Regions from separate parts of the Mus musculus genome. Here regions 2, 3, 4 and 5 are each linked to region 1. The links are chromatin contacts, called in public Micro-C and promoter capture Hi-C maps. All regions are on one chromosome and are shown on one strand. The core of a region is the stretch at or near the end of the contact, and the rest is flanking DNA. Distances in the headings are between cores, read along the strand shown.

Region 1 (4,704 bases), core at 1,109-3,608:
GTTCCAAAGGTAAGAAATGCTGACCATAAGGTACTAATTCTGTGCTTTACACATACCCTCTCCAATGCCAATCTCCCCAACAGTCCTGCAAGCAGGATTCTTTGATTCATACAAAAAGAAACTAAGATTCAAGGACGGCAAGTCTCCTGATGCAGGTAGGAGTCTGCTGCACTGTCCAGAACTTACCTACTCTCCTAGCTCCTCTAACCCTCCAGAGACAAAACAAAGATGGCACAAAGCTTCAGGGAACCATACAGTCCTATACACCATTAAAAAAAAAAAAAAAAAAAGCGCTCCATCCCCAGCCCACAAATGCTAAAAGTCTGCCTGTACCCAATCTCCATGGGATGCTGTTCTACAGAGAGAAAACTATCTTTAACACACAAGCACAGGCCCAACAGGAAGACCTGCACAAAGCAAATCTCAAGACCGTTCTATCATTTCTAATACTTTCGAGACTGTCTCTTTGATGTTTGGGATAGAAAAGTAGAAATATTATAGTAAATGTGTTACAAGCAAATTATTTTTAAAAAAATATGCTAATAAGATAAACTCACCGGATTGGACTGTCCAGAAAGGTAGGGCTCAAAGTCATTGTCATGAACTGCATCCTTCTGATGCAAAGAACCATTTTGTACTAGAACAAAAAGTTGCAAAATATTACCTTCAAGCTTTAAAAAAATTTACTTTTAAGCATGAAAACCTTAGTAAAGTCTATTTTCATCAGTTTTTAGCAGATATGATCTTTCAAAATGGGCACACTCTATAGAGAGCTGATGTTTACATGACTAGTTAAATGGCATTGCACAACTTTTCTTAAATTCCTTTTTTTTTAAAAGTAAAAATATAATCATAATTCGGTCAGATGTCATTTTGTTGCAACCAGACTTGGAGCCAGTTTTGTGATTTCCCTCCCCACCCCCCGCCCCAAGGTGGGACCGAACCCAGGGTTTCCCTATTCCAATCCAATACTCTACTCCAGGCAAATAGCGGACACATGCTTTAAGAGCCTAGTTATGCAGAGATCTGAGGGCAGGATGCTCAGCTGGAAAGGGCTGTAACCTAAGCTTACTATCATCTGATTCTCCACTTACTTTCCACTGTTACAGTGCACAGCCAGGAAAGGAAAGGAAAGGAATGGTAAATAAAGTGTTGGGCCTTTTCCAATCTTAAAACACGATGAGCCATATTTGGTTACACCCAAGTAACAACAACATGCACTGGTTAAAAACAGTCTTCCCAGGATTTAGTGTCACTCTGGAGTTCTCATAAGAGTTTTGGAAGTTTATTACAAGCCAGAATATCACAGGAGATAACAATAAACTTACAATGACTATAGCTAAGGATGGAGGGCAGGGCCTCCGGATCCACAGCTAGCTGGCTGACTCTCCTCCAGAGCCATCCACTACCTAGCAACAGAGGACCAGTCAGTCACTCAGACCTCTGCGAGGCCGTCTGATCACCATTTCTTTCCCCACCAGGTAACTGTTCTGGCAGGGTCAAGGGGGAAATTGCAAAATATTATCTGAACTACTCCGGGTACGCCTTTATTTTTCTAGTTCCCCTCCAATCTGTCAAGTACCCCGGAAATAGAAACTTTCATCTCCTCCAAGCTTACGGGAGGAAACTAAGTTTCAGATCCCAGGCTGGCTTGGTGGACTTTCTCTGTCCACACGGACTGGCGCTGCCCCGTTCTCCTCTCAAGTCCGGACAACTTCCCGGAACTCTCCTCACCTTTATTATCTTGTCCTTTTGTTCTCTGCATCGCCGCAGGCCAGGATATGCGGGTGGACACCACCCAGCCCGGGAAAGGAAACACAAAGTTACTATCCGAAAAGAACGCTACCCGGAGGGCGACCCGACCCCGACCGGGCCTCCAGATCTCCCACACTTTGATCACAGCCAAGCCCAGCGACCCCGCCATTGGACCCCAGAACCGTGGCCCGGCCTGGTATTCAGATCTTCGACCCGGCCTCCCTGTTCCCAGTCCGGACCCCGCACCCTAACCCCAGCTCAGCCTCCAGGTCCCCGGCGCGGCCCAGACCGCAACCTGTCTTGCCCTGTCCACGGCCTGCTCTCGTGACCGTGGTCCCGAGACGCCCCTACCTGGGGGTCCACGCTGGTGGCCGACATGCTTCATGAACAGCGCGGCGCGGGACCCGGGCGCCGCCGGCTCGGGCCTCCCACGAGGCCGGGCCTGTCACGCCGCGCGCGGCCCCGTGCCCCGCCGCCAACTCCGCGGGTGCGGCCGGGCGCGGCGGCAGCTGTAGGCACGCGGGCCGGAACAGCGGGAAGCAGCGGAAGGTAGCGGACAGGCTGAGGGGGCGCCGACTCCAATGGCGGCCGCGGCGGCTGGGACGAAGCTACGCGACGTCAGCGCGCGGGGCAGGCCGGGAGCGCCGTCGAGTCGCCACCATTGCGCCTGCGCACCGTCGCTCCTCGCCCAGGATTTCGCGCTTGGGACTCAGTCTCGCGCTGGAGGGGCGGGACCGGACCGGATGGGGCGGGGCGACTCGAGAGTCACGTGGGGCTCCTGGGGCGGCGCCTATTGGGGAGACGGTGTGAGGTTGTAGTTTAGCTACACCTGTCCCAGAGTTTTGTGGCTGCTGGGCTGGCCTCCTAGCCTGCCCCGTGACAATATGAACCTGACAGGAGTGTGCCAGAATAACCAGTATTCGCGTTAGATTCTGTACCTGATTCCATCACCCAGGGTAAAAACAAGAGGACTTTGAGGAAAGCTAGACGGCCCCCTTTGGGTTCCACGTGGGGAAAGTTCATCCGTCAAAGAGTCTCCAACAAAGAACTCACCCCATTAGCCATTTAGCCATTCACTTTCAGGCAAGCTCTTTGCTCAGTGAACCTGCTACCACACACAGACTCCTCCTCCCTGTTCCCGTCGTTAAAAAAAGTTTTATTTGAGGTTTAGAGCAATGGCTCAGTGCTCAAGACTACTTGCTGTTCTTACAAAGGACCTGGGGCTAGTTCCAACACCCACATGATGGCTTACAATTCTCCAGTCTCAGGGGTTCCAGAACTCTTTTTCTGGCATTGAATGCACGTGATGCATATATAGACAAGCAGGCACACACACACACACATAAAATAAAACAAATCTTTTGAATGTAATTTTAAAAAGATTTATTAATTTTAATCTTATGTGTATGAGTGTTTTGCCTGCATGTATGTCTATGCACTGCATGTGTGCCTGGTGCTCAAGGAGGCCAGAGGAGGGTGTCAGATACCCCAGAACTGGAGTTATAGATGGTTCAGACCCCAAAGTGGATGCTGAGAATTGAACCTAGATTCTCTAAAAGAGCAGTAAATGCTCTTATACCTTGACCCTGAGCCATCTCTCCAGCCCCTTTAAAATAAATGTTATTTGTATGAGTGTTTTGCTTGCATGTATATATGTGCACTATAGGTGCACTTGGTGAATGTGAAGGGTCAGAAAAGGTGTCTGATAGCCTGGAACTGGAATAACAGGCAAATTTGTGACCTATCATGTGATTGCAAGAACATTGCTAGGGACCAAACCCCAGATGCATCCACACATCCCTTCTGGGGCATGTTTGGTCCCTGGATTTGTTGTAGTAAATGTCCTAGCTTCTGATGCACATCATCAATAGGAGGACACCAGAGCGAGGCACATGCAGGTGGATCACTGGGTTGAAGGGCACAGCTGTCAGCCATTTTGTAGATGTTAGATGTCCTCCAGGGAAGCTGGGTTGAAGTTTCTGTTGAAGAGCTGATGGATGGAGCCCAGAGGCTATAAGCTCTGTATTCAAGTAACACCTGGCTGGAACAAGCCTTTGCTGTGTGCTGGGCTTGGTTCACTCAACAGCTGGCCCTATGAAGGCCAGCCGTGAGGACACCTATCCATGCTGACAGACACAGATGCTCAAATGAGACAGCCCCTTCTCTATGAATGCCCTCTTGAGAATGAACAACCTCCCTGCAGCAGACCTCCTTCTGGATACCCTGCCCTTCCATACTTTCTGGGTGTCTAGTTTTCTTCCAGGAAACCAGCTTGTGATCTCAGGGCTCCTGCTCTTCTCTGCCCCTCAACAGCAACCTTGAGTAGCTCCCGTGAGTTACAATGCCTCTTTAAGCCTTTATTAGTCACTCATCCCAAATCATTAGTTGAGTACCTACACCTTGCCTGGGAAATATAGAATGGGGTACCAGTGGTCTCTACCCTGCTAGCTTCCTGGAGTGGGATGCTATACGGTTCTAAAACGTAATGATTTAGCCTCACTGTATAGATGTTCACAGGCCAGGTGCTGTCCTTCAACACAGATACAAAAAGGACAATTTAACCAAGTTGCCATAAATCAGGCCTGTGATGTGGCAGGCAGCCAGGTCAGGGAGAAATAAGAAGAGAGGATGTCCTTGGATTGGTCTCTAGGGTGTCTCTTAACTAGAATCTAGGTGAGTGGGTATTGACTGTCTCAGGGTGCTCCGGACAGAGGAACGGCAGGAACCAGAACACAGACACTAACCCTAAGGTCAGCTCTCTGTAGCAAGAGTCACTCTCGCACCCATGGCCGAGTGCAGCTGCCTGGGCCAGCACTGGCAGATCTATCCTGCAGGCACCTCTCAAAAGCCAAGCAGCTCTGTGGTCCAGGATCAGAAAGCAAGCCTCCAAGAAGTTAGAGCAAATGCCAGGCCACAGCCAACCAGTCTGAACTTCAGCCTACTCATGAA
Region 2 (4,704 bases), core at 827-3,326, 660 kb after region 1:
AGGTTAGCCTGAGGTGAATGAGGTAGACTGGTCGGGAACAAGTATCCCCAGGGCACTCTTGGGTGAGAAAAGTACACTATACTGAAATATGGTTTAGTTTACATAAAAGCCAGTAGATGAAGGATGCTCACTTAGGGACTGGGGACATAGCTTAGAAAACAAATCTAGGGTCTGATCTCCAGTTAACCCCAAAAGATGCTCACCCAGCTGCCCATTCACGCCAGTGTCTGTGAGAAAGGAATGTATTCAGAAAACCTGAAAGCAAACATGCCAGTATAAGAATCAGAATTTCCCTGGAGACTACAATTTGGGACAGGAACTTCTGTCACATTTGGATATTTTACAAGTATAGGCTCTCTTATCAAAATGGAAGCTGGGCTTTGGTCTTATCTGGAAGCTCTGTTTCTTGCCATGTTCTTGCTGCTGCCTCATAGCTCTCCATATCGTAGTTTCCAGGGCTGATGTATCAGGATATGGCTCAAGACAAACTTTCTGCCTCTGGGATGGCCCAGTTTGGGAACAATGATGGTCTCAGCTGGATAACCCTTCCTATTAGCAGGAAGAGTGTGGGTATGTGCCCATGAGTAGGGGCAGGCATTGGAAAGACCACCTAACATGTGAATGGTCATACCGGCAGCTCTGAAGGATGTAATGTATGACAACACAAGTGGGTATCATGAAAAGAACCCATCTGTATCTAACCAAGAAAACACACAGAATTCACCCTTGGGGACAGAGACAATAAGCCTGCTTGTTTCTACATCATCCATCTTTACCAGAGCTCAGAGCGTGAGCATAGGGAATAATTAGTCACTCTATTAAGTTCAGCCTCACTGCCACTGCTCTGGAGACAAGTGCAGGAGCTGAGAGCATGAGCTAGGCATAAATAAGCTGAGTGCTGAGATCTGAGTCTGCCAGTCGGGGTCTGAAGAACAGATAGCATGTGAGGGACACAGGTCAAGAAATGATAGGCTGCCTGAGGGATGTTACCTGCACCTCAACTCAAGCTTGCCTGAATGGCTCAGTCAAACACACACAGAAAGGTCCCCAGATCCCTGGGTAGAGGGTAGATGGTTGCTCACCTGGGTATACTAATCTGTCTACAGTAAACAAATGGATCTGTGAAGCTTATCCACTGGGCTACCCTTTCCATCAGGCAAAAGCTAGACACACACTCCCCCCGCCCCCATTAGAGGGAGAACCAGAGACTTCCCAGGGTTTCAGATTGGGTCTTGCCTTGGTCCCTAGAGGCAGCATGACCACAATACACAGGGTAGTTCTAGGAGGCCACGGTAAACAAAAAACAATCAAACAAACAAAAGCAAAACAACAACAAAAACAAATTCAGGACATCTGTCTTCCCACTGAGCCTCTTCTTCCTTTCCCCAGGGAATGCTTTTGGGGGGAAACTACTCCAATGTAGAACATCTGACTTGGAAGAGGGCAGAGCAACCTGATAAAGCTCCTAGCCACCAATGGTAAAAACAAGTGCACACAAAGCTAAGACACACTCCGACAGAAACTGGACAGATGACCCGACAGGCAGGGGCTGTTTTCCGATCCCCCTGATTCTCACAGTAGCAGCTTCTCTGGGAGAATTTTACTTCCCTATCAGTGACTCTTTTCCACCTCCGTGAAGATTCCTCCCAAAGCGTGCGCTGCTGATGGGAAGAGTGCCCAGTTGCAAATAGATCAGGGAGGACTTTGCCAGAAATCTGCTTCACCCTGACTGGGCTATCAGGCTGTGTCTGTACCAAGCCCAACTCCCCTGCCCTCCCCAAAGTTAACAGCTATCTCCTACAGCCAGAGATAAGGCAGCACCCATTTCTCACAAAAGGTGCCCCTTGATGGGAAAGTTGCACAAAATACTTCATTTCTTATCTACAGACAAAGGGGCTTCTGGCCACAATGCCAACTTCAGCTGTACGAACAGTATTAAAGAGCCACAGTGAACACAAGATGCTATCAGAACCCACAGCCCCAAGCCAGCGCCAGCCACATCTGCAGCCGAAAGAGCTCCCAGGAGCACCTGGCAGCTTGTTTGTTTTCAGATATCCATGGACACACATCACACACAAGTCAAATGTGGTCAGTTCCATTGGGAAGTGGGGTTTTCATCAGCAGGGACTCTGCGGCAACTCACCTGCTTTCTGCTCCAAGAGTCCAGCACCCTGAGATCCTGATGCCAGGGTAAGCTGGGGGACTGCTCATAGCCAAAGATGCAGGTAAGCACAGAGGGCTCAGAGGTGGATGTCCCTGGACAGTGGGATGACCCAGGTATGTGTGGTATAGGTTCTATCAGTTAGAGTATCACTACCTCTTAGAATTACAGTTGTCTCTAAAGACAGCTTGGGAGTTCTAGCCACCTGAACTGGTCTTCCATGGGTGGAACCACTCCTATGGGCAGCCCAGCTGAAGAGCTAGGGGGGTTGGACCCCTACTTGCAGAAGTAGGTTGCTATATACAGGGAGTAGGGCACAGCAGCTAGGAGGCCCTGGGAGCCCTACTGCACTAAGGAAACACACTCAATGCTAGTCTCAGAGGCTAAGGCCACACACACACATAAGAGGATCACCCAGTCAGGGCTATGCCCAGATATTAATAGTACTGACTCTGGCCTGCACAATCCCCAGGCCAGTTGCTGTGAGTGTACTTCAGTGTTAGCTGCTTGCACATTGACCTGGACTTGCTGGGAACCACTAGTACCTCTCCCCAAATTTTCTGGAAGAAACACAGTTCTGCCTCCCAATGCATACACAGCACGACAAGGAAATCTGAGGCCCCACCAGGCCAGGCGATCTGAATGTCAGTGCTGAGCTGGGTGCCCCTCCCCTGGCCCCAAGGTGCCTCCTACAAGGATAAACAAATCTGAAATTCTACCCTAGCACATCCAAGAATAACTGTTCCACCCCACCTCACACAGGCTCCAGTAAGCCCGATGGCCACCTTGGCCTCATCAGTCAGCAGGGGACACAGCAACCTCCCTGCCCACAGCATGGAAAGGGAAGATCCGGTCCCAGCCTCAGCTGAAATCCCTTTATTGACTTAAGATCTAATCAGAGAGGTTTTGCTGGCTTTGGGGTTCTCGTCAAGGGGTGGGCTGGCCTCATTGCAACCTCATCCTACCTGGCTGGCCTACAGCACTAAGTCTGGCAGGGCTCAGAGAAGGAAGCTTCCAAGTGGACTTCATGCATCTGAAAAGGAGCCACTCTGGGAGCCGCCTCGGAGGCAGCTCTTCTCACTACCTAGGTAACTTGTGGGTATGTCTACATCCCCAGACACCAGGAGCAGGAAGAGCCAATCTCTGTTTGCATGTGCATGTATGTGTTTATAGTTTGTCTGTCCCTCTGACTCTACCCTTAGATATGGTTGGCTGGATATGCCCTAGGATTGCTCTGGGAGGCTAATATTGTTCTGGGCAGGGGTGCAGAGTTAAGGAGTCCTAGGGAATCAGTTCTCTAAGTTTGGCTGGCTAAGCACAACAGAGGATCCTGACATGTTCCTTGGGTACCCCAGCAGGTCAGGATCAGTGGGTAGCAAAAAGGCCACAGGTCTGTGGGAAGCTAACATCGTGCTGGTCTTAGAAAGGGAAGGCTTTACTTAATTCCAGATTTGTTACTGCTTACAGAATAGACCTGTCCCACCTATTGATTCACTAGACTTGGCTCCAAAATACCACACCCTGACCCCAGAACTTCATCTTTACCTAAGATACACCAGGCTACCTGGCTACTACACTCCTTAACTTCCATCTTTGAGGTTTTCTTCTTTCAGGGCTCCATTTTAGGCCTCAGGGCTGTCTGAGGTAGGTGGTGCTGGAAGCTGCTGCTCAGTTTTCATTTTCCCCTGGCTATCCCTTAGGTAACAGCGCTGTCATCTATGGCTCAAAGCCACTCACCAGGGAGTTGCTGCAGACCTGTATGTATCCTTATACAGAGAAACAGAGAGAGGCTACTGAGGACCTAAGCCGGTGCCTCATGGATAAGGAAACTCCATGGAAGTTAGAGCTGCCCTGTAATTTGCATCCCCCATATCTTAGAAACCAGAATGAAAGGCCTACAGCAGAGACTGAAGAGAGGAAGGCTCATCACTTGGACCACCAAAGAAAGGTCTCAAGATCCCTCTGCTATGGTTAAATCTAGTCAAGCAACCCATCCCGGTGCTACTGTGGAATTCCTGCAAGAGGCAGAAGGCGGTTCAGAGTCATCAAAGCCATTTTTACAAGGTAGACATAGGACTGGGGGATTAAAGGCTTTCATGGCCTCACTTGCCAACCTGCCTCCCCCCCCCCCCCCCAAGGCTCTGGGTGAGTACCTATTAACTTCTCTCCACTCTCTAATCCCAAATCCATCTCCACTTTGCATATCGACATGAAAGCCAATGGCGGTGCTGGCTAAGGTCAGACAACTCCAAGGAAAAGGCCTCAGGGGCAGGCAGATAGGGAGCCAGGTGCTGGGAAAGGCAATAGGAGAAACCTCAAGCTGGGCTTTAGTCTACCAGCGACTCCCTCCCCTACTGCTGCCAGTGCCTGAGGCACCAGGGCAGTTTGTATCTTCTCAAGGTGTATCCCCAGGAACCTTCGGAGGAGGAATTTGGCCACGGCCTCACAAAGTCTGACTCCTGGTCAGAATGCCTGGAGTGTGTGAACTAGCTGGGATTCACCTCATCCACTGCCAGCACCTCACTTTCTAAAGGCGTCCGGGG
Region 3 (4,704 bases), core at 1,230-3,729, 600 kb after region 1:
GTTTACTGTGAAGAACTGTCACAAGCATTGTGTGTGTGTGTTGTAGCCATTCTTTGCCTATAGTTATTGTGTGTAGTTTAATGACTATATTTCATTTGAATGTGCTTATTTGTACAGTTGGGCAGTTTTCCATATTTACTTATAAGTTTTCTCTTTCTCCTTTTTTGTTTATTTTGTTGACACGTGGTTTCTCTGTGTACCCCTGGCTGTCCTGGAACTTGCTCTGTAGACCAGGCTGGCCTTGAACTCACAGAGATCTACCTGCCTCTGCCTCCCAAGTGCTGAGAATAAACTGTCTGCTGCCACCCCTTGGCCATTTTCATTATTATAAATGGCATTACTATAGACATCTCAATGCATAAAACTTATGTATTTGGAGACTAAAAAGTATCCTAGATATGGAGGTAATCATTTAAGGTCTGATTCATCTTTGCAAATTCCCAACACAGCTTCATAGCTTCTGTCTTCAGTTGGTTCCAGGTCAATTCCATTATCTCTTCCAACTGTGGAATCGTTTGCTCATGTTCTCACTCTCAAAGGTCATTATATAGCTATATGTCATTATATAGCTCTTACCTTAGATTCAGAACCTTCTGTCTCTGCTAGGATGACAGGCATGCATCTCTATAGCTAGCTTTCCTTCTTCAGTCAATAGATAACCTGGCCTTTCTGCTTATTGGGTTTCTTGTTTTGTTTGTTTGTTTGTTTGTTTTTGGCTACTTGCTTGATGTTGCACAACTTACTAAGTTTCTTGAGCTATCTGCTGACAATCTGGGCCTAGAACATGTGCCAATTCAAATTCAGCCAGCGTGCAAAAAGGTATAAGATGAAGGGAGAAGACACTGTTAGAAAAGATTGGAATTTATTTAATGCGTTATGGGAGGCCTTAAGTATTATCTGCTTTGTTTTTGAAAGCTGACTTGAAGACAGACAGCAATAGTGGCACATATATCTTGTTGGTTAACCAACAGCTGTTTAATTGGACTTTATGCCTGCTCAATAAGAGAGAAATCACGCCTGATCCTGGAAACCTAGGCGACTATCTGGGGCTAGTGAAGTCATGGATCACGTTGCTAAACCAGCATAGTCCCTAATTACATCCTAAATACTCATCCCTACACCTATAGGTTAAGTGTAGTTCTCACTCTTCATCAAGGAAAACATCTTCTCCAGATAGAGATCATTACAGAAATTGAAACTGATCAGAATGCAGATTGGTGGAGCCCAGTCCCCACAGATAGAACTCCACCACAAGTCCTGAACTTAAGGCTCAGAGATCATTGTGGAAGAAGGGGAGGAAAAGCTGCAACAACCAGAGGACCAGACAGTTCGCTCTAAGATTTATCTCCTTAAAATGTCAGAGAAGCTACATCCGTGAAGTAACATAACCAACATGGCTGCCTAACTGACCTGAGCAAGGACAACATCAGCTAAGCATGGTGTAAGGGAGAAAGCGCACAGGGCCTCAATCCTAGCTAACTAAGGAATTCTGAGAGCTGGAGAAATAATCAGTTTTAGGGAAGAACATAGAAATTGGTTTTCCCATAGCAAATGATCAGCCTTGAAAACATATACCTACTTAACATACAGACTGAATAGGCTGTATTTATATATTTAGGAGCTATATCACAACAAAGAAGAGGCTATGAATTTGAAAGGGTGAGTGTGTGTGTGTGTGTGTGTGTGTGAATATGAGAGGTTTGGAGAGAGGCAGGGGAAAAATGATGTAATTATAATCCAAAAAGATTATAAGAAAAAATGGTGGGCAGGCAAGAATGAAAGTAAAGCTGTAGGAACACTGGCCAGGAAGATTGGTAGCTCTGGAATAAAAAAGCACAGCACTTGAAATTGTTTGTTACAGCGTAAGTAGGCAAGGGTCACTAGGTTTATTACTTAGTAAGTGAACAGAGTGAACAAGGATTGTATGAGACAGAGTGGGAAGAAAAGTCCTTAACCGTCCACGCATATCATTGCAGACGATTCCTAAAGGATCGCTAAATAATGGCGGTTGATTTTTCAGTGACTGGGAAGAAAGGCAGGAAAGTCTTTTCTGGGTGGTCTCCAGGGATGAACGAAAATGTCAGTCCCAAGGCAGTACCTTGAGACGAAAATGAAGGTCTCCCTCTCTAGTTTTTTGGTAAGTAGTAATAAATTTTTTGAGGCTTATATGAAGCACTGAGCAAACAACTGGAAGAAGAGCAGTTTTACTCGCGGAGTGCCACTTGCCTGCCTTCCAGAGGCGAACCCGCAAGCCTAGGCCTTGCCTCTGCTCCCGGGCTGTAGCTTCCGGCTTAGTAGCTGCAGGCTCCGCCCACCACCTTAACCCTTCCCGGTGATCGTCAACTGGGGCGCAACCTTTCGGGGACCGAGTTCTACCGGAGCTCCGGAGCTTTCGTGCGGCGCTGCCACATTGGCTCCGACTATGGGCGGGGCCTCAGTGTTGGGTTCTAGGCGCTTGCGCAGCCAGCTCTGACCTGCCAGAACACACGTCTTTTTCCGGGGGCGCGCGTGCCAGTGAGTGAGCGTGCGCGTTCTTGCTGCCGCCAGTGTTGCTTCCGCCGTCCTCTGCCGCTGCTACGGCTGTCGCCGCCCGGGATCCTCAGGCCGAGCAGTAGGCCGGCCGGCTGCCCACCACTGCCCCGGGACGGAAAGCGGAGCCGCGGAACCGGTGGACCGGCGGGCGTGCCGACAGGTGAGCTCACTCTCCAGTGGCTCTCAAATTAGGTGGGGCCGCGGGGTTCAAGCTGCCGGAGCCGGGCAAAGGGGAGGGGAAGTGGGGCGAGGGCGCCGCAGCAGGAGGTGAAAGCTGCCCGCAGCGGAAATGGCGGCGACCCTCAGCAGCGGCGGCGAGCCCGGCCCTGGGCACCACTAGGCCCTGCTCGACCTTGCGCACGGCGGGGCGGCGCGGAGACGAGGCTTTCCGGGCCAACTCCGGTTCGCACGCGCGGCCGCCTCCGCGGCTCCCGGAACGCAGAAACTGGTGTGTAGGGAGGCGGGCAGTAAAGGCTCCGAGGCTTGTTCACATTCTGGGACGCAGAAATTGCCTTATAGTTGTAAATTTCAAAGGCATTTGATGTATAAAAAAACCCCTAGTTTATATACCTAGGGACGACATTTTAAGAGGCGATTTTGTGTCGTGCTCTTTGGGGAGAGAATTAGGGACTCATTCGTTTAGGCTCCAACTTGTGTTATATGGCTGGATTAAAGACTTGTTTTTCCTTGTGTCTAGGAGATGATTTCTCCGAATTCATTAAGTGCATCTTCGGAAAAATAATGCAAAAGGTAGCTTTAATTTGTTTTCAGATTGGACTTTGGGGAAATTGGGTCGCCGTTTGTTGGACGCTCAGCTGATCATTCATCCTTTATAGGCAGTGTGTCTCAATTGCTAGTGGTTTGTCTGTTTAAACATCAAAACGCTACTTAATAACACAAAGAATTATATTGTCCCATATATTGTCGTGGTTGCCTAAAGACAAAACTCTAATCGTAGGATAATTTTGTTCATTTATTTGCTTTCTTTAAGGAAAGCGTGATCTGTTAGGTGACATTAAAAGCCAGGACTTTCCGCAGTTTCTAACTTAATATGTGTTACGAATCTGTTACCTGTATCAGTATTTTCATACTTAGGCTGGCCCTGTGTGTGTGGACCGCAAGTGTGGAGCCAGTGGAGCCTCTAAATTCGTTCGGGTTTGGGAACAGGGTACCTGCCCTTGGATTCTTTAAGCACCGTGCCGCACAATCTCTTTGCCCCAGCAGCCTCCTTGCTAGTCTCTTAACCAATTTAAGTGCTCAACCCTTGACATTTTTTTCATGACCACTCTCATGTTCCTGTTATGTGAGATATCCTTCGTTTCTACTCCTCTGTTATTCCACTGTGTACTGCTGTAACTAGTCTACTGTCGAATGTTAGACTCTCTGCTTTACTTTTCCCCTCCTTGCTTAATTGTATACAGCACTTGACTCTTCGTTTACTGTGTTAACATATTTAACATTGTTTTTTAGTTAAGGTTTTGTTTTGTTTAGGATAGTCAGATAGTATGTGCCCAGTAAATACTTACGGAATGAATGGAAATGAGTTTAGTAGCAGCTAGGCTATTACCCTTTCACCAGGAAGCCAATTAGTGAGTAGTGAGCGCTTAAGAATCACCAGGCTTCTGTATCCTCAAGGACAGAGCCACCAACTTTCCCCTGCCCTTTGGGGGTGGGAGGGGGGCAGTCAGTTAAGAGAAAGGGCTTATACTTTCCTGTAAAATCACTTTACAACTTTTGGGGGGTGGGGCAGGAGGAGGATTGGTTTTTCAAGACTAGGTTTCTCTCTGGCTTGCCCTGATACTTGCTCTATGGACAGTGTGCACCATGGCCTTGAACTCAGAGATCCACCTGCCTCTGCCTTCCAAGTACTGGGCCTACAGGGGTGCGATACGATTATCAGCCAGCTCTGTAACTTTCGATTTGTGATTTTTCAGAGCTAAAAGCTTTTAAAAGATATGCTACTGGTTCAGTAAAAAGGCTCTTAGAAATTTTGTCTTTGGTTACTTGTCTCAGGACTTGAGGTGAAGGTGATATGAAGTCTTCCGATTCTTTAGTCATTGTGGAGAAGTTGTTTTTGTGAACAGGATCTTGCTATAGTTCAAGCTAACTTGCAAGTTGTGTTGCTCCTGCTTCAGCCTGGCAAAGGGCTAGAATCATAGACTTTTACTACCA
Region 4 (4,704 bases), core at 1,404-3,903, 580 kb after region 1:
GATGATGAGTGGTGCTTAGCAACACTTCGTTCTTATCGTGAGAGATGCCAGAAGGAGCTGGACGATGCCGAGGCCTGGGGGCCACACGGACTTTCCTTTCCTTGGTTCGTGGGCCAAGGTCTGAGTGCCCGGCGGCGCCGGCAGCTTGCACTGTTCTTGGCACGCAGGCACCTTAAGAACCTGGAGGCAACTCACTGCAGTCCACTGGAGCCTGAGGACTTCCAATTGCCCTGGAGACTATAGCCACTGTTACTGTGACTCATGCATTTGGGCATCTGTACACGTTCTAGCTCCCCCCAACTGTTCCTCTCCTTACATCTATACAGAAAAGCTGGCCGTGCTGGGGATCTTGGTGTCTGGGAGAGTAGGCAGTATATCTTCCTTCACTTTCTTTCTGTTCTTTCCTGCTTCCATCCTTTCTCTTCCTTGCAAACATCTGAATGTCTGTGCCTAATTCTTAAAAGCAATGTAAAGATGAACCTGATCCAATTTATGGTAATGTGTGGTATTTGATCAAGGGAGGCTGTGGAGTCACAGGAAAGTGCCTTTCACATTGGCTTGGGCTACAGGGTAGCTCCTGAGAAGAGAACACTAACGAAAGATTCAAGTAGTTCCCAGTGAAAGGAGACTCCTGGCACTACAGGGTCTCATTGCTAGCAGGTCTCAGCAGATGCTGCTGTGCGGTACCCCCTTCTCATTTCTGTATTCTATGGAGGGGAGATTTACAGAGGGACTGCAGACCTATATTAACAGGGCACAGAGTGGCGTGAGTCCTAGAGATCCTGAATCGTTACCAGATGTTAATGTTACCCACTTGTTACTGGGTGTCATCTTGGGCCAGACCTAAGCTAGGTCTGGGTCTTGTTCATGGCTCAAGAATGCAAAATGAATGTCAGATGTTCAGCTTTCCACTGTCTGTACTGTGGTCACTCACTACATGAAGAAGGGACTAATGCTCTTGTGGTTTCCAGCCCTGTGGGCAGGGGCTGACCAGGCTGGGTTAAGCAAAATGGTAAATGGAGAAGATATATTAGTGGACAGCCTTGAACAGGATACTGTCACATTCAATGAAGCACCTAGTCCTGTGCAAGAAGACACGTGCAGGGAGAAGAGCCAGAGAAGGAACAGGTAGTGGGAAGCATCTAGGAACTAGTACTCACTGGGGCCTAGCTGGAGAGGGAAATTCAACCTTTTTTATGTATATGAGTACACTGTAGCTGTCTTCAGACACTCCAAAAGAGGGCATCAGATCCCATTACAGATGGTTGTAAGCCACCAAGTGATTGCTGGGAATTGGACTCAGGAAGAGTGGTCAATGCTCTTAACTACTGAGCCATCTAACCAGCCCTGAAAATTCAATCTTGTAGGTGGGACAATTCTGAAAGAGGGGGAATATTGTTTTAAGGATTTTTTTTCTTCTGAAAAATATTAAGGGCCAAAAGAAATTGGAAGGCTTGCTTTTAGCAGAGAGTTGCCCAATGGTCACGACTTCCTCATTTGGAATGGGGCGGGGGGGCACTCTTGTTCTCCTGTCAGTGTTGACACACTAAAACCATAAGAACCTCAAAGCTCGGGGCTGGTGAGATGGCTCAGTGGGTAAGAGCACCCGACTGCTCTTCCGAAGGTCAGGAGTTCAAATCCCAGCAACCACATGGTGGCTCACAACCATCTGATCACGAGATCTGACGCCCTCTTCTGGCGTGTCTGAAGACAGCTACAGTGTACTTACATATAATAAATAAATAAATCAAAAAAAAAAAAAAGAACCTCAAAGCTCTGGAGTGATCTTTGGAAATTTACTTTAGCCTCAGTTTGCTCATCTGTAAACTGGGAGGGGGCGCCAGTGCTGGCTCACCTGATGCTGTGAAAAGAAAGTGAGAAAATACCGGAGTGCTTACACTGGGCTGGGCTTCAGTTATTTGGAGGGTCCAACAGGTCCCTGAGGTGTTCAGTGCTGTGTGAACTCTTCCAGTACCAGAATACAAGCCGCCCAGCAGCCCCCAAACAGCTGGCCTACTAGTGTGGGAATCCAGCTGGAGACAGCGGCACCTGCAGGGCAAGAAGACGAATCGCGCTCTCTACACTTTTAGTGCACTCCCTAGACAATAAAAAGTCTCCATAAAGAGGTTGCAAAAGCAAGTTAATTGGTACAATGTTTGCCCAGTATGCATTAAGCTCTGAATTCTCGATCCCCAATACGGTATAAATCAGCTGTGATGGTTTGCTCCTGTAATTCTAGCTCTAGGTAGGTGGACGCAGGAAGATCACAGTAAATTCAAGGTCGTCCTTTGCTGCAAGCAACCTGACTCAAAAACCAAAAGAATTTACAGGGGGTGGGGAGAGGTTGACAGGGGACTGGGGAGTACATAGGCCTGAGTTTGACCTGTCGAGGTGCAAAGTCAGAAGTCTTGTGGGCAGCCGAGGTTAAAGGTGGGAAGTCGGCGAACTGCAACACAATCCGAACCACCCATGCCTCGAGCTTCAGCTGTTCTGCCCTTTTTCACCCTAGAATCTTACTGTGGAACCAGACTAGAAGCATTGCTTCCTGCTTCGCTGCAGTCTGACCTATCAAATTGAAAGATTTGTCTTAGGTGGGGCCAGAAGACGTTCTTATTGGACACTACTTCACCGAGGGCGGGAAGAAGGCGGAGTACGAACCCGAGCGGAAGGAAGGCGGCGCGTCGCTGATTACGTAAGCGACTGCGGCCCTACAGTTCCACTGGCTCGTGTGTACGAAGCTGCCAGCTTGCAGTCCTCGGGGCTGGGCTCCTGTAGGACCTGCGATCCCAGCACCGACGCCAGCTACACCCAGCTGCCGCCTGAACATGGACTCTGCTAGCCAAGGTACCCGCACCGTGGATGGGCAGGGGCTGTGCCGCATTCCCGCCCTCCGAGTCGCGACTCGGCCCCCCCTCAGCCTCTGCCAAACCAATCCGCTGTTTCTCTTCGGCCAAGAGGCCCTTGACCTCAAGGCTCCCGATGGTCTTGCTGTGTGTGCCCTGGCGCCTCGGCCTCCCTTCGGAGCACTGCGAAGCGGCGTTCCTCGGCTCCCTCTCAGTTCCTAGAGTTTCATAACTCCAGACATTTCTCCTTAATGCGCTTCACCCTCTGTCCTCTCGCTGGCTCTGCAGCTCTTTATCTTTCGTTGGGCCGTAGGGGATACCACATCTGGTGCTAGGCTCCTGCGGAGACGTTGTGGGCGGCTCCCTACGGGGAAGGGGCGGTGCAACTATCCTTGTGTTTGGAGCAGCGCCTCTTGGGTGGTAACGCCACTGTAGCCTACTTAGAGATTCTCAAGGGAGAAGGGTTGAGTGAGTCAGGGGCACACCCAGAACACCAGATCTGTTGCCAAAACAGACACCTGAGGCCAGTAAGGAGTTGCTACGGAGAAGTGTGGTTCAGGCTCAGGAGATTAAAATCTTGAGAAGGTGGTACACTGGGGATGCTTACTTAACTACACTGGCTAAATTAAAAAAAAACCTTTCTACTGTTTGGCTTGCACTAACACATTACCTAAGCATTAGAATTTTGGGTTTTTATACATTCTGGATTTTTTTTTCTACTGTGAAGGGAATTTGCAAATTCAGAAGGCTATCTACTGTTTTATTTTCATCTTTAAGTAGTAGATTCTGGTCCCTGGAATGACACTGCTAAGGATGTGACTCAGTCATTGTTGTGTGACAAAATGTTTCCTGGGAAGCCAGGTGTGGTGGCACACGCCTTTAATCCCAGCACTTGGGAGGCAGAGACAGGCAGATTTTTGAGTTGGAGACCAGCCTGGTCTACAAAGTGAGTTCCAGGACAGCCAAGACTATACAGAGAAACCCTGTCTCGAAAAACAAAAACAACCCCCCCCCCAAAAAAAAAAACCTTTCCTGGAAGATGCATCACACATCTATCTACTCATCCCAGCTAGGGAACTCAGAACAGACCAAAGGTACAGATACCACCAAAGTCTACTTTAGTGAAGTAATGTGCATTATTAGGGTTATTTACAGGGATATGGGCAAGGGGTTACTTACAGGAGCAGAAATGACCCAAAGATGGTCGCAACAGCAAATTCCACCCCAACCTGGGTGATAGTTCACAAAGCTGAGAACCTTGAACACAATACACAGCCTGCAGGCAGCTCAACAGGTTGGAAAGTGTCCTTTCGAGGAGCCTCAGTTATAAAGAGGTTTACCTCTTCCAAGCAATTGGCCTGGTATCTGCTTCTTCTGGGCAGCTGCTCTGGTCTCAAAACTCGGCTTTGAAACCTTTCTCTTCTGAGTCATCTTTGCAGCTCAGTTTCAAGCTGTGAGGGACTCTCAGCTTTTATTGTTGACTCTGACTGGGAGGGACAACGTGATTCTAGTTAGTTTTGGGGATTTCCTGAAGCTATTTTGAGTTGTTTACCTTTCTGCGTAAAGGTTTCCCTGCTGGATGGAATGTTTCAATCTCAGAGGAAACTATTACACAGCAGTGTTGGGAAAGGTCTTTCCCAATTATGTATGAGGTTGTGTTCTAGCCTGGCATCACAAAAAAAAGGAAAGGAGAACGAGGGAGAGGATGAATTTGAAGCCACTGGCATCATCACCAAGTATTAAAGATAGCTTATTTTCCAGCCAGGTTCACATAAAATTTGGTTATTCTGAGTACTGGTTAGTTTTTATGTCAACTTGACACAAATTAGAGTTATGTAGGAAAAAAAATTGAAATTAATTT
Region 5 (4,704 bases), core at 1,464-3,963, 540 kb before region 1:
TTCAGATGTGTGTTTCCACCATGATTCTAAATCCTAGCAGGCTGATAAGGAAGATTGACTCTCACACAAAGAGACATGGTGGAAGGTTCTGGAGTATTCTTGAGAAGGCAGGGACCAACAATCTTCTGTCCATTTCACAGCAAGTTCCAGCTCTAGACAGGACTGAGTAGGGGAAGTGGGGTTTACTTACAGCATCTTGGAGAATGGTCCCAAGGGAGCTATAGCTAGGCCCTTGAAGATCCAGGTACCCATGTCCAGGTCTGAGCCCAGGAATGGGGGTCAGTGGGGAGAGAGGGTGGACTAGGCCTTCAGCTAGGTTTGTCTATTTTTCAGTGGAGGAGAAATTCCTGTAAGATAAAGGCACCAGGCTGGGAGTGGCATGCATACCTGTAATCCTAGCACTCCAGAGGTCCAGACAGGAGGGTTAGAAGTTTGAGGTCATCCCCAGCTACGTGGCAAGTTTGCTGGTAACTCGGGTTACATGAGACCCTGTCTCAAAACAAAGATAAAAGGAACCGTTTTTGAAGAGAACATCCTTGCATAGTATCTACGGTACCCAATATTGTGCATCAGTCATTCCTATCTCCCTCTGGATCATCTCATCACCTCCAGGAGACCCACTTCTCATGAGTCATCCCCTCCTCTCCCACTCCTGAATCTTTCTACTCTGGGAGTTTCACATCGAGCACACTCAGCGTGTGGCCCCTGGTGTTGACTCCACATCATAGTTTCAAGAGTCATGGCATGTAGCAGTGCTTTAGATTTTATCACCAGATAATATTCCATCCTGTCAATGTGCCGTGCATGGTTCCCTGGTCACTAGTGGGTAGCATCTGGGTTGTGCTGTTTATACCACAGATGCCACTGCAGGGGCCTCTCAGACATGTGCCTAGGGGAGCAGTTGCCCAGGCTTAGTAAGATCTCACTGTTGAAGGAGCTGCTTGCATTTTGCAGTGGCATCATTGGCATGGACTGCTCAGGGTGGGAGTGAAGATAAACAGTTGGATGGGAGAAGTGTCTCCTCTGTCCTGTTTCCTGGGGGAAGAAATAAGAGGCACACACCACTCTTGAGAGCTTTGTGTTTGTGGGTACAAGGACAAGCTGGCTTTAAGGAATTCACTTGCTAAGCCCCAATGCCAGTGGGCTTGTGGGGAGAACTATTGGTTAGAACCCATGACAAGGGTGCTCTAACTCCTGCTCCTGGGTGGAGGACAGGACTGGCTTGTCCAGGCTTTGTGGCTGGCCCCTGCTGAGGTATAAAATGCATGAAACTCCTGTCCCTGAGAACTCACTGGGTGGAGCAGAGGATCTTGGTTGGCTTTGCTTCATTGTGGGTAACTAAAGAGTCCCCAGATATAGGTAAGTCTCTGTATGAACCCCACACACCAGTGGGAAAATGTCTCTGTATGTTTGTCTGAGCTGACCCATAGTGATTGCAAGACTCATCCAATCTCAAGTTGAACACCCCACGATTCTAGCTAAAACCTCCAGCTCCACCATGCCCTGTCCTTGCTATGTAGCTCCTGATGGCTTGATATTCACCGTAGCCCAGGCTTGCTTCATACTCCCCAACTCCACCACCTGAATGTTGGGGTTATGAGCTTGTGCTTCCATGCCTAACCACACATAATCACAATATCCAGGGGACCTAGGGTAGCATGGTAGCCCCAGCTGAGCTTCTCCTTGCTCCTGTGAGGACAGATTAGCCAGTACAGAGAGGACACTTCTCTGAGTACAGGAGGAAGGAGGTTTTCTAGTGGATTCTAAAACAGCAGCAAGTCTTTGGATGCCCATGCACTGCACAGGGACACTCATGCCTTCTGAGGAGCTTGAAGCTTCCACCCATAGTCCCAGAGTCGTCTCAATGGCCTGTACTTGACAGTAGCAGGGTGGTAGAGACTCGCTCAATGTCACTTTGCTCAAAGGGGATAGTTGGCCAATCCCAGGCTGCTGGACTCAGGAATCCCAGCCCAGTGGGGCCATGTTCCCAAGCCGTGTTTCTTATACAACCCAGGTGGGAACAAAATGGAGCCATCGCCAAGTGTACTTGTGGATATGGGGGTCTCCAAGCCACACACCCTTGATGCCAAGGTTCTGGAGGAGACAGGACAACTGAGTTGGCCTTCTCTGTTGCCCAAGGTGACCTGCAATTCTCATGACCTGGGGTTGGCTTAGGATCCCCAGGAAAACCAGTGGCTCTGTTGCCACCTGACCCAACCCCACTTCTGAGCAAAAAGGTATCACTCTGGAGACACTGAGGCCCTGGCCCACATGGGCCTTTAGGGGACTAAGGCCAGGGAGCCACCCATCTCCCTCCCTGGGCCCTGTTCCCTGGAGTAACTCCAGTCTCCCCAGGGCACTCAGGAATGAGTTGGTGTCGCCTCAGAGAGAGGCCAGTGCCCACTGGGTAGGAGGCACCTCTGTACTGGGCCTTGCTAAAAATAGCAGGGGGATTCGGACAGGGACAGCCGGTAGCAGGCTCGTAAGGGAGGGGCTGGGAGGGGGACGGGGCAACCCAGGACCGCTGTCAATGGTGCCGGGGCTCCCACCCTGTTCCCTGCTGCCTGGCCAGCCTCGGCCCAGCTGACATGCTATTTTTTCCCCTGCTTGACTAAATATGGTCAGGGCGCACAGCCCGAGGGGGGCCACTTGGCCGGGCCGCGTGTTTGGGATGTTTGGCGGGGTATATAAGAACTACCAAGGTGAGGTCGCTCCTGATCCAAGGGCCCCTTGCCCCACCAGCGTTGGGTCAGGCCATCCCGTCTCTGCCCTCCCCTCCCCCTGCATGCATGAATCTTGGTCTGTGGGGCTGCGTGCGTGTGTGAGCGTGCATACCCGCGGGGCCTTTCTCTTTTTCCCTTTTGTTCTGCTCTGACCTCTACCTGGTACCGACAGGGCTGAGGGTGCAGGAGCTTCCTGCAGCTTCGGCCGGGCAAGGTGTGCAGCTGGGCTCTGTCTCCTTAACTCTGCATCAGCGCTCTCTCTCTCTCTCTCTCTCTCTCTCTCTCTCTCTCTCTCTCTCTCTCTCTCTCTCTCTCTCTCTCTCTTACCCTCCCCTCCCCTTTCTCTCCCCCCCTTCCTCCTTCTCTCTCAAGATTTCCCTGCTGCTAAGTCTGCGCTGCTGCAGGAGGGCTGGGGGAAGGGCAGGGGTGCGGAGTCGGGGTGTCTTCTTTCTCTCTCTCTCTCTGCCCCCCCCTCCCCACCAAGTGCGGACGCAATGGGAGCTCCGGCCCGCCCCCACCCCTGCATTTGCGATTGGCTCCGGGAGGAGGTGGCTACCGCTGCTGCCGCTGCTGCAGCATCTCCCGGGGAGCCGCGACCCTGCGCCCGCCGCCACGGCTGCCGCGGTCACCAGCCCAGCCCGAGGGGCGCCCAGGGCTCCCTGGTGAGTCCCTCTCAGCTGGCTGCTTCAGCTGCCCACCAGCTAGGAAAGCCCCTGAAAACTTATCGGCAGTGGTGGGGGTGTGCCCTCCGGTGAGGTGGGTGCTGTGGGTGCTGGTGCCGCGTGGCTTCAAGGGGGCGCCTGGAGTTTCTCCCAGCATCATCTACATTTGGAAAACTGCAGAGCCAGCAGCCAGCAGGGCTGGGAGGGTTGGGAGGGCGCGTCCAACCGGGATGCAGAACTTTGACATACGGCTTTTTGCAAGAAAGCAGCGCCCCTGGATGCTTGGTGGAGGGCAGGGTGGATGGCGTCCGCTGTTCTAGGGGGTTGGCACGGGAGCTGAGGAAATAGATTAACCAGTTGAGGGCAACACCAGAGATTGTGGCTAAACTTACCTTGGAACTTGCCACAAAGCCTTTGAGTGCTTGCGGGTGGGGGATTTCTGAGGAGCGCTGACAAGGCCGTCCATGGGCTGGGACTCTGGATTTCTGAAGCTCTCCCAGCCCTGCCAGGATCAGAAGTGTGCTGTGTCAGGCATCCAGGGGCTGGAGCTGGGGCTGGGGCTAGGGCTGAACTAGTGTTCATAGTGTGTGTGTGTGAGGGGGGGGGGGGCTCAGGATAAGGCCCCACCCCAGATGCCAGAGGGGTCTACTTGGAGGTGACTGACACCACTTTCCTGTCAAGGTGGGAAACTTTTTGAGAAGTGACTCTCATTCATTCCTGAATGAGCAGCTCCTGAAGATGTGGGCTCAGACTGAATCAATCTCTGCTCTTCAGGTCCCCCCAACTTTCTGTTTGACATACAGACGCTATCATGAACACCTGGGAGTTGGGACAGAGGGCAGAGAGGCATTTGTTCTTAGAGTTCTCAGGGAGCCTAAGTGGGAGCTCAGTCACACCAGGGGTACCTCCAGAAGCTGGAAGCTGAGGCTGATGGACTGGCTGCCCTTTTTATCCTTGGCTATGTGGAAATGAAATTTTAACAGCAACCACATGGGAAATGGGCACAGTTTCTGTCCCTCGCTCATTCCTGCTGCACAAGCTTCTCTCAGTATCCTAATCCTCTTTCCACCCTGCCTAGCTACAGCTGCCACAACCAGGGGACCTCTACATGCTGCAGGCTCTGCAGAGACAGGGCCCTCCCAGGAATGGGAGAGTCTGGATGCTCTCTGGGGTGTTTCCACACAGGGACAGGGCTGGTCAGGTCATGCCAGAGACAGACATTGTCCTGCTGACACGGAAGAACTGAATGTTCTTTCAGGAGCTGGGACTGCCCTGCAGCCCCACACCAGGTCCAAGCCCAGCCAGACCCTCTGTGCCTG

The links. Promoter capture Hi-C pulls out the DNA fragments that hold promoters and counts their contacts. A called contact is a pair of places that touch in the nucleus more often than the background predicts.
Region 2: a contact with region 1 is called in a promoter capture Hi-C map of pre-B cells, with 5 times the contacts expected there. The contact joins the promoter of Uckl1os here to the promoter of Ythdf1 in region 1. A contact is called at or near these places in 13 of 39 promoter capture datasets (the 3T3-L1 cell line, 3T3-L1-derived adipocytes, the C10 cell line and 8 more), 4 of 484 Hi-C or Micro-C datasets (embryonic stem cells, pre-B cells, regulatory T cells and 1 more), 3 of 115 datasets of contacts at active chromatin or transcription factors (extraembryonic endoderm stem cells, large pre-B cells and pro-B cells) and 2 of 9 other capture datasets (adipose tissue and liver).
Region 3: a Micro-C map of embryonic stem cells shows a contact between it and region 1, with 5 times the contacts expected there. The contact joins the promoter of Dnajc5 here to the promoter of Ythdf1 in region 1. A contact is called at or near these places in 11 of 39 promoter capture datasets (the 3T3-L1 cell line, 3T3-L1-derived adipocytes, the C10 cell line and 7 more), 2 of 484 Hi-C or Micro-C datasets (embryonic stem cells and pre-B cells), 1 of 115 datasets of contacts at active chromatin or transcription factors (embryonic stem cells) and 2 of 9 other capture datasets (embryonic stem cells and liver).
Region 4: a contact with region 1 is called in a Micro-C map of embryonic stem cells, with 4 times the contacts expected there. The contact joins the promoter of Tpd52l2 here to the promoter of Ythdf1 in region 1. A contact is called at or near these places in 2 of 484 Hi-C or Micro-C datasets (double positive thymocytes and embryonic stem cells) and 1 of 9 other capture datasets (embryonic stem cells).
Region 5: a contact with region 1 is called in a Micro-C map of embryonic stem cells, with 5 times the contacts expected there. The contact joins the promoter of Mir1a-1hg here to the promoter of Ythdf1 in region 1. A contact is called at or near these places in 5 of 39 promoter capture datasets (the 3T3-L1 cell line, 3T3-L1-derived adipocytes, the HPC-7 cell line and 2 more) and 1 of 484 Hi-C or Micro-C datasets (embryonic stem cells).

What each region holds. Positions count from the first base shown.
Region 1 is chr2:180,918,578-180,923,281 of GRCm38.p6, forward strand. Ythdf1 (YTH N6-methyladenosine RNA binding protein 1) reads right to left here and starts at 2,359. Exons shown (of 5, transcript NM_173761.3): 1 at 2,107-2,359; 2 at 1,735-1,759; 3 at 558-637. The coding sequence starts at 2,133.
Region 2 is chr2:181,576,404-181,581,107 of GRCm38.p6, forward strand. It overlaps Uckl1os (uridine-cytidine kinase 1-like 1, opposite strand), which reads left to right and starts at 2,077. Exons shown (of 3, transcript NR_027289.1): 1 at 2,077-2,225; 2 at 4,040-4,225. All of the region lies in intron 1 of Uckl1 (uridine-cytidine kinase 1-like 1), which reads right to left.
Region 3 is chr2:181,518,006-181,522,709 of GRCm38.p6, forward strand. Dnajc5 (DnaJ heat shock protein family (Hsp40) member C5) reads left to right here and starts at 2,480. Exons shown (of 5, transcript NM_016775.3): 1 at 2,480-2,692.
Region 4 is chr2:181,494,489-181,499,192 of GRCm38.p6, forward strand. Tpd52l2 (tumor protein D52-like 2) reads left to right here and starts at 2,654. Exons shown (of 9, transcript NM_001373959.1): 1 at 2,654-2,844. The coding sequence starts at 2,826. Abhd16b (abhydrolase domain containing 16B) reads left to right here. Exons shown (of 1, transcript NM_183181.2): 1 at 1-492. The coding sequence ends at 243.
Region 5 is chr2:180,382,891-180,387,594 of GRCm38.p6, forward strand. Mir1a-1hg (Mir1a-1 and Mir133a-2 host gene) reads left to right here and starts at 2,714. Exons shown (of 4, transcript NR_045331.1): 1 at 2,714-3,385; 2 at 4,644-4,704. It overlaps B230312C02Rik (RIKEN cDNA B230312C02 gene), which reads right to left and starts at 2,995. Exons shown (of 7, transcript NR_040745.1): 1 at 2,883-2,995; 2 at 388-489; 3 at 1-162.